Regions from separate parts of the Anser cygnoides genome. Here region 1 is linked to region 2. The links are chromatin contacts, called in public Hi-C maps. All regions are on one chromosome and are shown on one strand. The core of a region is the stretch at or near the end of the contact, and the rest is flanking DNA. Distances in the headings are between cores, read along the strand shown.

What was found. Hi-C and Micro-C count contacts between places; a contact is called where the count stands out from the background.
Region 1: a contact with region 2 is called in a Hi-C map of liver, with 14 times the contacts expected there. The contact joins the promoter of SUDS3 here to the enhancer-like site in region 2. A contact is called at or near these places in 2 of 7 Hi-C or Micro-C datasets (both in liver).

What each region holds. Positions count from the first base shown.
Region 1 is chr17:12,069,904-12,074,450 of Taihu_goose_T2T_genome, reverse strand. SUDS3 (SDS3 homolog, SIN3A corepressor complex component) reads left to right here and starts at 2,581. Exons shown (of 12, transcript XM_048063926.2): 1 at 2,581-2,832; 2 at 4,348-4,417. The coding sequence starts at 2,664.
Region 2 is chr17:11,933,170-11,937,989 of Taihu_goose_T2T_genome, reverse strand. All of the region lies in intron 2 of CCDC60 (coiled-coil domain containing 60), which reads left to right. Among named protein-coding and RNA genes, the nearest start is that of CCDC60, 15 kb to the left of the region's middle. Within about 2 kb of position 3,424, at least 2 of the 3 cell types and tissues checked have open chromatin away from gene starts, as enhancers often do. A contact at or near this core is called in liver, where this site is marked.

The DNA.
Region 1 (4,547 bases), core at 1,332-3,831, 140 kb before region 2:
GAAGCTGTGGGGAACTGGGGGTCGGCCTCCTCTCACAGGTAACTAGTGGCCTCAAGAATGGCCTCAAGTTGCGCCAGGGGAGGTTCAGGTTGGAAATGAGGAGACATTTCTTCTCAGAAAGAGCAGTCAGGCATTGGGATGGGTTGCCCGGGGAGGTGGTGGAGTCACTGTCCCTGGGGGCATTCAAGGAAAGGTTGGACGTGGTGCTTAGGGACATGGTTTGGTGGGTGACATTTGTAGTAGGCGGATGGCTGGACCAGATGATCTTGGAGGGCTTTTCCAACCTTAATGATTCCATGTCCTGTTCCTCACAGGCCAGGGCACTACATTACAGGTTTTGTAGCTGCACTCATCTAACTCACCCAAGAAATGGGTTGCCATGCCCTCTGTTTACAGCTCTGTGACTTTTTTCTCCATTTCTTACAAACGGAAAGAAAAACACACTGAGCGCGACTTCTGCGTCAGCTCCTCTATGAATAGCTGATGCTGACAAAGCAGGATGCAGAAATCTGCCTTCAAACTGAGTGAATGTATGTGAAACAATAAGTGAGTTGTGATGAGGAAAACAGCTTTGATGGAAACGTGAGCCAAGAACAACAGCTTGACAAAGAAGCTTAAACTTTCCCTGATAGCTCTTTGGGGCGTAGACAGTTAAGTTTCTGTGTTTGTAAGGGAAACAGGGCATTCCTTAAAGCTGAACCTCCTCCCTTGGGTTCCCACTAAATGCCTGAGAGATGACAGTATAGGGTGTCTCCAGAAGGCTAATATTAAACATGAGGAATTGGTACGGAGGGAGCAAGCAGCAAGATTCCAGTTTTGACCACAGAATAAGCTAAAAAAATTTTGCATCAGCAACTCTGTCCAGTTTCTTACTCATTCACCGTACACAGCTCCTTCTGTTCAAAGGATTCTTGTGTGTCCTCGCATTAGTAAATGCACCTGCCCTTTGTGTGGTGTGTGAAAGGCAGTCTTCTCTTAAAGGATAGATCCGCTTCAGACAAACAGAAAGTGCTGAGGCAGTGTAACGCGGGATGAATTAACCTTGGAAGGGCGGCCTTGGCTCAGCCACACTTGCAACGTATTTACTCATCCGCTGTCCGCAGCAGCGTGAGCAAAGCTTGCTGGGGAGCTGATGGGTGAACTGTGTGGACATGTGGAAGAGAGAAAGGAAATTGGGGAAGTGTTGGTTAGTCCTAAGAAAGGTTTTTAGCCGGTCTGATCTGTCTGCAACTGTGTGATGTTGGGAAAGCGATTTGAGCAGCCCAAGCACAGAACCAGCCATGCAGCCCCTAGGATGTGGCAGCAGCTGCCGCACCCGTTCCTGTTCGCCCTGTGGCCACACACAGTCCCAGCTACTGCTACGTCCATCAAGGAGACTGTGGGAGCTTTGCTCTTGCTCTTGACACTGCTGGAAGCCCCTGGCAGCAGGGGGATGGAGAGCGGCTTGATGTTCTGCATCAGGTGCCCTCAAATGGGACACAGATCCGGGAGCTGCTCTCACTGGTGTTGACTTTTAGCCGGGTCTCAGCCTCATCTCTTGTAAAAGGCAATATTTACTTATGTAAAAAGGTATAACGCATGCTTTGCATGGGTGTTCCAAGTTAAAAATTGTCAGTCGGTGCAAACAGCTCTTCGGGATGAGATACAGAAAAGCAAAGTGCACGTGCTGTGTTCCTGCCCTTCGTCTCAGAACAAACAGTATGACCTGGTGCCCCTCTTGGCAGCCAGTGGCCTGGTTTAGCTGGTTCTAAAAAGCACTGCAGCATTTGGGAGTGCAGGCCTTTAGATAAAACGTATTCTGTTGTATTTCCTTTTCCCTGGTTAGGTGTTTGTAGTGTCTCAGTGAGTCAACACGCCGTGCGTTTGAGGAACTGTTCCTCAAAACGTTCCTCACAACTGTTCAGGTAAGCGTTTAGTACAGATCTGCTAGAGGCAGTGAGAGTAACCGGTCCGTGCTTTCCAGGTGGCATGCAGTTTCAGGAAGGAGCCAAATGGCACATTTTCCCTGAAATGCCAATGCGGGGCTTTTTCCAACTGGCTGTGGCCATGTATTTGATGCGGTTCCTGCATACGAGTCTCACTTCTTGGTCCTTAAATTTAAAACCAATGTCCAGTCAGGAGAATAACATCTCTGACCAATGCAAGGTATTCATGGTGGGTTTAGATGTTAGTTTTATGAAAGCCGGCGTGGAGGAGCTGCTTCACCTGGGTGCGTGTGTGCTTGCAGTGCCGTGCTGGCCTTTGGACGAGGGCATGGAGAACAAGGAAACTGTTTGTCCACGGAAAAAACAGAGTGGGAAAGCCGTGCAGGTCCTTGGGCAGGCCCTCTCCAGCACGACAGGGGATCTCTGTGGCAAAACCCAACCACACGGCTCCGGGGAGGCCAAACCCCCGCGGCGGGCGGCTGCCGCCGTGCCATGGATTCGAACCCGCGACCTCGCCCACCGAGCCCCGCCCGTCAGCCCGCCCTGCCGCGCAGGCCCCCTCCCTTAGGTGCCCGCCGCATTCGCCTGCACCGCGGCGCTGGACGCTCAGGCAGCAGCGCGGGCAGGCCGGGAGGAAGCGGAAGTGGCGGCGGGGTCCTGGCGCGGTTGCCGAGCAGCCCGGCAGAGGCGGCAGGGCGGGCGGAGGCGCGGGTGCGGTTCCCGCTGCGTCCCGGCGCCATGAGCGCGGCCGGGCTGGTGTCCGCCACGCCGCCGGTGTCCGCCACCCCGCCCGGGGCTCCGGCCCCCGCCATGCCCCCCGGGCCCGAGTACTACGAGGAGGAGGAGCTGGAGAGCGCCGAGGAGGAGGACGGCGAGCGGAGCGCTCGGGCCCGCGACTCGGACGAAGGTTGTGGGCGGCCCGGCCGGGCCGGGGCTGTGGTGGGCAGCGGGGGGCCAGGGAGGGGGGAAGGGGCGAGAGGGTTGGGGGGAAGAAGGGCTCTGAAACTGCAGGAAAATGCTGTGGAAATGAGGGGTCGGTGAGTGCGTGAAGTTTCCCGTGGGAAACGTGAGGGGAACTGGGGCTGCTGTGCGGGTGTGAGGAGGCAGAGAAGGGGAGCGCCGGGAGGGGGGTTGGGGGGTTTGGGGTCACGGCTGGGGCAGGGGGAATGCGCTGGAGCCTGGTGGGGGGATTGCTGAGAGCTTGTGGGGTGCGGGGGCTCGGGGGAGGGTGGAAATGAGGGAGGAGAGTGTGGGGAATGAAGGCAGGGGGTGCTAGGAGGGGTTAGGGGGTTTGTGGGGGGATTGGGAAAGCAATGCAGAAGGGAAGCCAAAGTGAAACCCAGAGCGTCCTGGGGTCCAGGGTGCATAAAGTAACAAGTAGGGGAGGTGAAAAACAGCCCTGTGATGGTCCCAGGTGCTCTGTCAGCAAAACTCCTCCATCAGATCTGTGTCTTTGTGAATGAGGAGCTGGAGCTAAGCCTGGAGAGCCTCAGAAAAAAAAAAAAAAGCTGAAGGTGTTTCTCTGTAGCTTAAATCAAATCTTTCTTGTTTCTTTTTTTTTTTTTCTCCCTTTTAGAGACTGACAGCCCTGCCCATACCTAGGGAATATCACTGCAGTTTAGGCTATGCAGCTGTACACTTTCTATCACAACCCCAGCCCAGAAAAACTGACTTCTCCTTAGAGAGGAAGGGGTATTTCTTATTCATTCTTGGCTACCCGAGTCTTACAGCTAATAAATGTGTGAAGAAGTAGCCAACAACTAGCAGTTCTGCACTGGTTTATTTTGTAGTTTATATTATCTCTCTGTAAGGTCAGGGCTGTCTTTAGTGGTGCTGGTGTTTGCTGTGTATGAATGCCAGAATACTTCTGTGCAATGCGTAGCTGAGAAGTCAACTTCAGATCATAGCAAGTAGCTTATCTTTAGTGAGGCCTTTGTAGTAAACCATAACAGCATCTCGTCGTAGTATCGTCTGTTTGGAGTGTTTCAGGTTGAGGTGCAGAGGCATTGTGAATCAGTTAGAGCTGTTTCAGTCATAGCCTTCCACAGAGGAGATTATTTCCTGGGTGAAACAATAGGAAGGAGGCTGGGAAACGTTCTTTGGGGTCCTAGGGTTGTGTTACCGTCTCACTTTAGTATTTGTAAGCAGTAATGTTGAATCTTAAATTAGGAAGAAATTACTAGAGTATCTTAAGTCGATACTGCTTGAACTTCATGTAAGCTTTGTTGCAAATCTACTGGAGGATTTATCTGGGATAACTTGCAGTTGCATAAAAGATGATTCAATTCTGAACTTATCTCTGCAATTGCTTACTTGGTTATGTATTTGAGGTTAAATTGCCTGAGTGTGGGTTTTTTTAGTTGTTTACTATGTTTTTTTAATGCTGCTTTAGTTTTAGCATATTGTTCTTTACCTCACTTAGATACTGAGGATGCCAGTGAGACTGACCTGGCAAAACATGAGGAAGAGGACTATGTAGAAATGAAAGAACAGTAAGTAACCTAATAAAAAGTAGTTCTGTTGTTGGGGAGCGGGGCAGGTGCGTGTCTTTTGCATAAGCTATGCAATGTTTTGGGCTAAGATTTGTGTTTTTAAGTTTCTACACCAACGTAATAGCTAATG
Region 2 (4,820 bases), core at 2,175-4,674:
AGACTTTGAGTGGCTTTATCTACATGGGAACTGTTCAAAAGAGGAATCAACTCAGGTGGCACGACAGCGTGCTAAGTTGGAAGTCCAGGAACCCCCCTGTGGCTGCTGCAGGAGGCCGGTGTGTCCCAAACCGCTGCCCTGTTTGCCCTGTATGCACTGATCCTAGATGATTCTCTTATCTCTTCTGAGTGTACCTCTGTAGTAGTGCAATTAGTATTGGAAAATTTAAGTAACGTAGAGAATGTATACTATTTTTTAAATATACATATATATATCACCAGATTGAGCCATTCCAGAAATAAGTGCTAGGTGGACACACAGCTGGCTCCCATAATTAGGAGCCTAGCAGCTAGTAATTTGACTCAAAGTACAAGAAAGGGCTTGGTAAAATTTCCTCCTTAACATTTTTACTCATTTACAGGTGCGTGAACTGAATTCTAATAAACCTTATGAACATAAGCTATCAGGTTTTCCTAAGACATCATTAAAATCAACCATGTAAAACTGATAATTCTGGACTTTGTATGTACAGTTCATGAGGTGAAGCTGGGCTTGCTTGTGCATCCCCAATTCCTTCTACAGGCCAGCTTCAGGATAATCAGTTGCTCACTCAATAGTTTTTGTGTCCTCATACCTACTGCAAAAAAACCTTATTTCTTAAGATCAAGGAAGTTCTGATATCTAGCTTGTTTGAAACAACATGCTTCAGAAAACACAGCCAGCTCTCTCCTTCTTTCCTTCTGATGTACTGGGCCAGCTGTTGTTTGAGCAAATTGTGCTATAAAGCTTGTCATATTGTACTATAATGTGTTTTGCTCTGTTGTTGGAGTTTAAAATGAATTTAGATCTTATGAAAAATGCTCAATTAAGTCTATACAGAATGAAATTTGCTATTTATTGACAAAACCGGTAGGAGTGTTGCATGTTTGCTCCCACTGCTTCTCAGAGAATGTATTTCAGGAGGAATAGATGCAGTAATGGTACTGCTTTTGGCCCCAAATCTTTGTTCTCTAAATTGGCTACAGCAACTTCAAAGACTCTGAAGTGAGTTTCTTTTACCTCAGGCTGTATAACGTATCTCAGTGTATGTCTGTAAGGCATTGTCACTTGAATTTTTTCCATGGTAGGTCTGACAGTGATATAGGAAGTAGCTCGTGCTGAAGATTTTTCTGGGCCAGTGATGGTACTTTAATAGAAGTCAGGTCTGTTTCACTGAAAAAGCCAATCAACTTTTTAGGTATGTCTGCCTTGAATCAGGCCTATTCAAAAAACATGACACATATTCCCGGGGGGGGAAAAGTGCTGTAATATTGAATTAAGAATTATTCTGAAATTCTTGCTAGCACAACTGTGGCCTTTGAGAAGAAAAGGCCCAATCTTCATGCACTTTATTTGCTGGATTGTTCCTTCATCACTGCCCTGCCTCTTCTGTCCAATGTGTAAGGATTACACATTAAATTGGCATTGGCAAAGTGGAATGGCGTATTACCCCCTGAGTGAAGGACTTACTCTTTATATGGTTTTAAGGTATAAGCTGGGCAGGAGGGGAAGAAGAAATCAGTTACTGCTAGGGAAATGGTACATCTCAAAAGGACAGCTCGCCGTTTAAAAATAGGTGAGGTATCTCCATCATCTGAAGCTGCCTTTTACCTTTTTGTTTGTTTGTAGAGCCTCTGTTTTTATTCATTCTAATTGCACTTCTGTGAAACATTCTTTTAAGCCTTTCAGTCAGCACAGGGCAGTGTGAAGATTGTTGCACAGTGGTTTACTTTGTCTCAGTCTCTCGAGCCAGTTTAGCATTTTGCAATCTTTTGCCATTGCCAGTTAAAGTAACTCCTGACTAGAAGGCTTGTGAAGGGGGGAAAAAAAAGGTCATGTCAAAATACAATTTCTTTTACTTTATAAACTCATAGAGTAACTACGCTATCCTGCTCACGTATGAATGCCAAAACTTTTAAAGGAACTGCTTGAAACTGAAGATCTTAAGGTCCATGAGGAGTGGTGGAGGGCACAGAGAAAAGGGAAGAGGGCGAGGTACTAACAGTACACCTGGAATTCACTTTAATTTGATGTTCAGCATCCACATGATCAACAGTTGTGGCATATTAAATTAAAACCTGGTTGAGAAGAAAGGAGATATTCAGAAATTTGCATCCTTTAGTTTTCTTCAGTGATAGTCAGACATGCTGAAAGATTCAGTCAGACTACGGAGTTAGACTTCCAGCTCAAGTCAAGAGGTGAGCTTTTGAGCTTCAGAGACCTGCTTTCAATTCCATGCCCTTTGTGTGTATATCCTATGTGACCAGGGACAAGTCACTTAACTGGTTGTACCTTCATCCTTCATACAGGAAAATACAACACACTGACAAGAATATTGCAATCATTAATATCTTAGGTGGTAAACTGCTGTAGTAATGGGGACCCTGCAGGTATTACAGGTAAACAGGTTCTGGAGTCTTCCCTGCTCCTGGATGCCAGTGTAGCCCTTGTGGTCCCTCCATCTCTGCCTTGCTTGTAGACAGCCCATCGTGCTGAAAGCCAGCTGTGTTTGGCTACGTGTCTGTGACCTCCAGGTGTGACTGTTGCTACTCGTCTGTGGGAACAAAGCCAAAGGAGATGTAGGATCTTGATCTGTTTATTAATACAAGAGTAAGAGCTATGCCTTAAACTGCAACAGCAAATAATTCCTACATTGCTGTTTGGTAAATAAAAGAAAGCATGGGAGAAACTCTGGAAGTTCAGAAGGAAACAGGTGGTGCTTTTTGCTTTGCTAATCCTGAAGTGGTGACTGGACAGTTTGAAATTCAAGTGAAGAGTTAACAGTCTTCACAGCTGAGAACAGTGTGCGTTGGCCAGGATCAATTATTAACTTTTGTATGCACTGCTTGTTTATTGAACCAATATCCCTGACCCTCTTTCTTTTTTCCTGTAAGAGAAAAGTTCTTTGATTGTTCTTAACATGACTGAGTTTTGTAGTAACTTTCAGTTTTTGTTTTGTCCTCTACCAGGTGGCAGTCATCATGCTTTTTATTCTGTGGCTTTTATTGATTTGGTCAAAAGTAATTAAAGAGATAATTCGTTCTCAATTACATTTCCCTGAATTTCCTGAGGCTGGTAACTCTGCTTTCCAGCTGTGTGTTCCCCCAACTCATTCTCAAATTAACTTTGTTTTCACTATGAAATAAAACAGAATAGCATGTTCTTTATTTTGTTTGTTGCTTTTGGATTGAATAGTGACTCTGTGCTGTAGAAGATATTGATCTGTTAATTTTATTATGTACTCCTGCCTTGGTTCATGAACTTTCATGTTTTTAGCATAGCTTTCTAATAAGAAAGCATGTGTTAGACTAGCAGAACTAAGAAACTAATTTTTTAGAGATGTTAATAAGGATTTCTGTTTTTTGAGTGTGCTTTGCTACTAAGTGGATCTCTGCAGCACTTCTGTAAGTTATTTTAAACTACTAAATGCAAGAAGGAAATGAGCACTATTGTGGTACATGGGGGTTTTATTTTCCCAGTTGAATACTGTTTACATTAATTTCTAATAGAATGGACTTTTTGGCAATCCAAAAGCTTTTTAGGACATTTGGTTTTCCGTAAGAAGATCTGGGGACAACATTTATAATTCTAACTTGAATAGAGGGAAATATCTAGAAAACATTAGCTAAGGCTGAGTATTATTTTGATTGACAGTACGCCACCAAAAATATAAATAAAAGGCTTTGGGAGAGCTGCATAAACCTAAATTGCTGACATGTTGCCCAGAGACTAGGTAAATGACAGAAATACGAGGCAGAAAGAGATGTTGTATAGAAGCGTCTTTTTTTTTTTAATATGTTTACTTGCATTGACTTGTAAGGACACAATTCAAAACCTTTAGATCATGGAGTTTTGAGATCATCCTATAATGAAATGGTTTTACATAGACTGTAAAGATGGCAGGTCAAATAATGTAAGGGGTAACCATAAGGGGTTAAAAGTAACTGGAGGGTAAATGCAATGGCAACAATGGCATTACAGTTGAGATTAATTTGATCCAATTATTTTACATAATTTATCCCTTATCAGAATTAAGTAAATATTCTTTGGAGAAAATAAAATGAAAAGAGGATTTCCCAGAGAAATTCACTGAGGATAAGCTGAGGCAAAGTGACGGAATAAACAATAATAAGCTATAAGGCAGGGGGTTGGAACTAGATGGTCCTTAGGGGTCCCTTTCAACCCAAAAGATCCTGTGGTTCTGTTTTGGTATGAAAGCAATGGTCTTTCTGTACATATGCTTTCCACTGCTATAATACCTGAATACTTCATAAAAGTTAATGAATAAGAAATGTTGTTTTCCCCATTTTTGGATATGGGGAACAGAGGCCTAGTGAGCTGAGGTGCTTGTACCAAAATTCATTGTAGTTTGTTTTTTTTTTTAAAAAAAAAAAAAACAACACATGGGGGGATAGGGGAGGGAAAAGCTCTTACTGGCTGACATAAGGTGTTAAATGTTTTATTTAGGATGTCAGAGAAAGTTTCTGATAGAGGTGAAATTGAGTCTACTTATTCTAAATTTCATTCTTACACCTTTACTGGTAAACTTTCTCTCGCTTCTCAGCTGCCTCCTTCCATTTTCCTGATATGTCTTTATTGACGGTAATGTGTTCGTTAGAGCACAGAAGGAGAGATGACGGGATTGGAGCTCCCTCCCTCATTAATACCACTATGGTGAAACAGAGGGATGAGCACCCCCCTCCTTGGATAGCGGGATCATTTCTGACCGGAGACTAAGGAATGGAAGCTGCTGCAATAGCACTTAACAAGTGCTCCCCTTG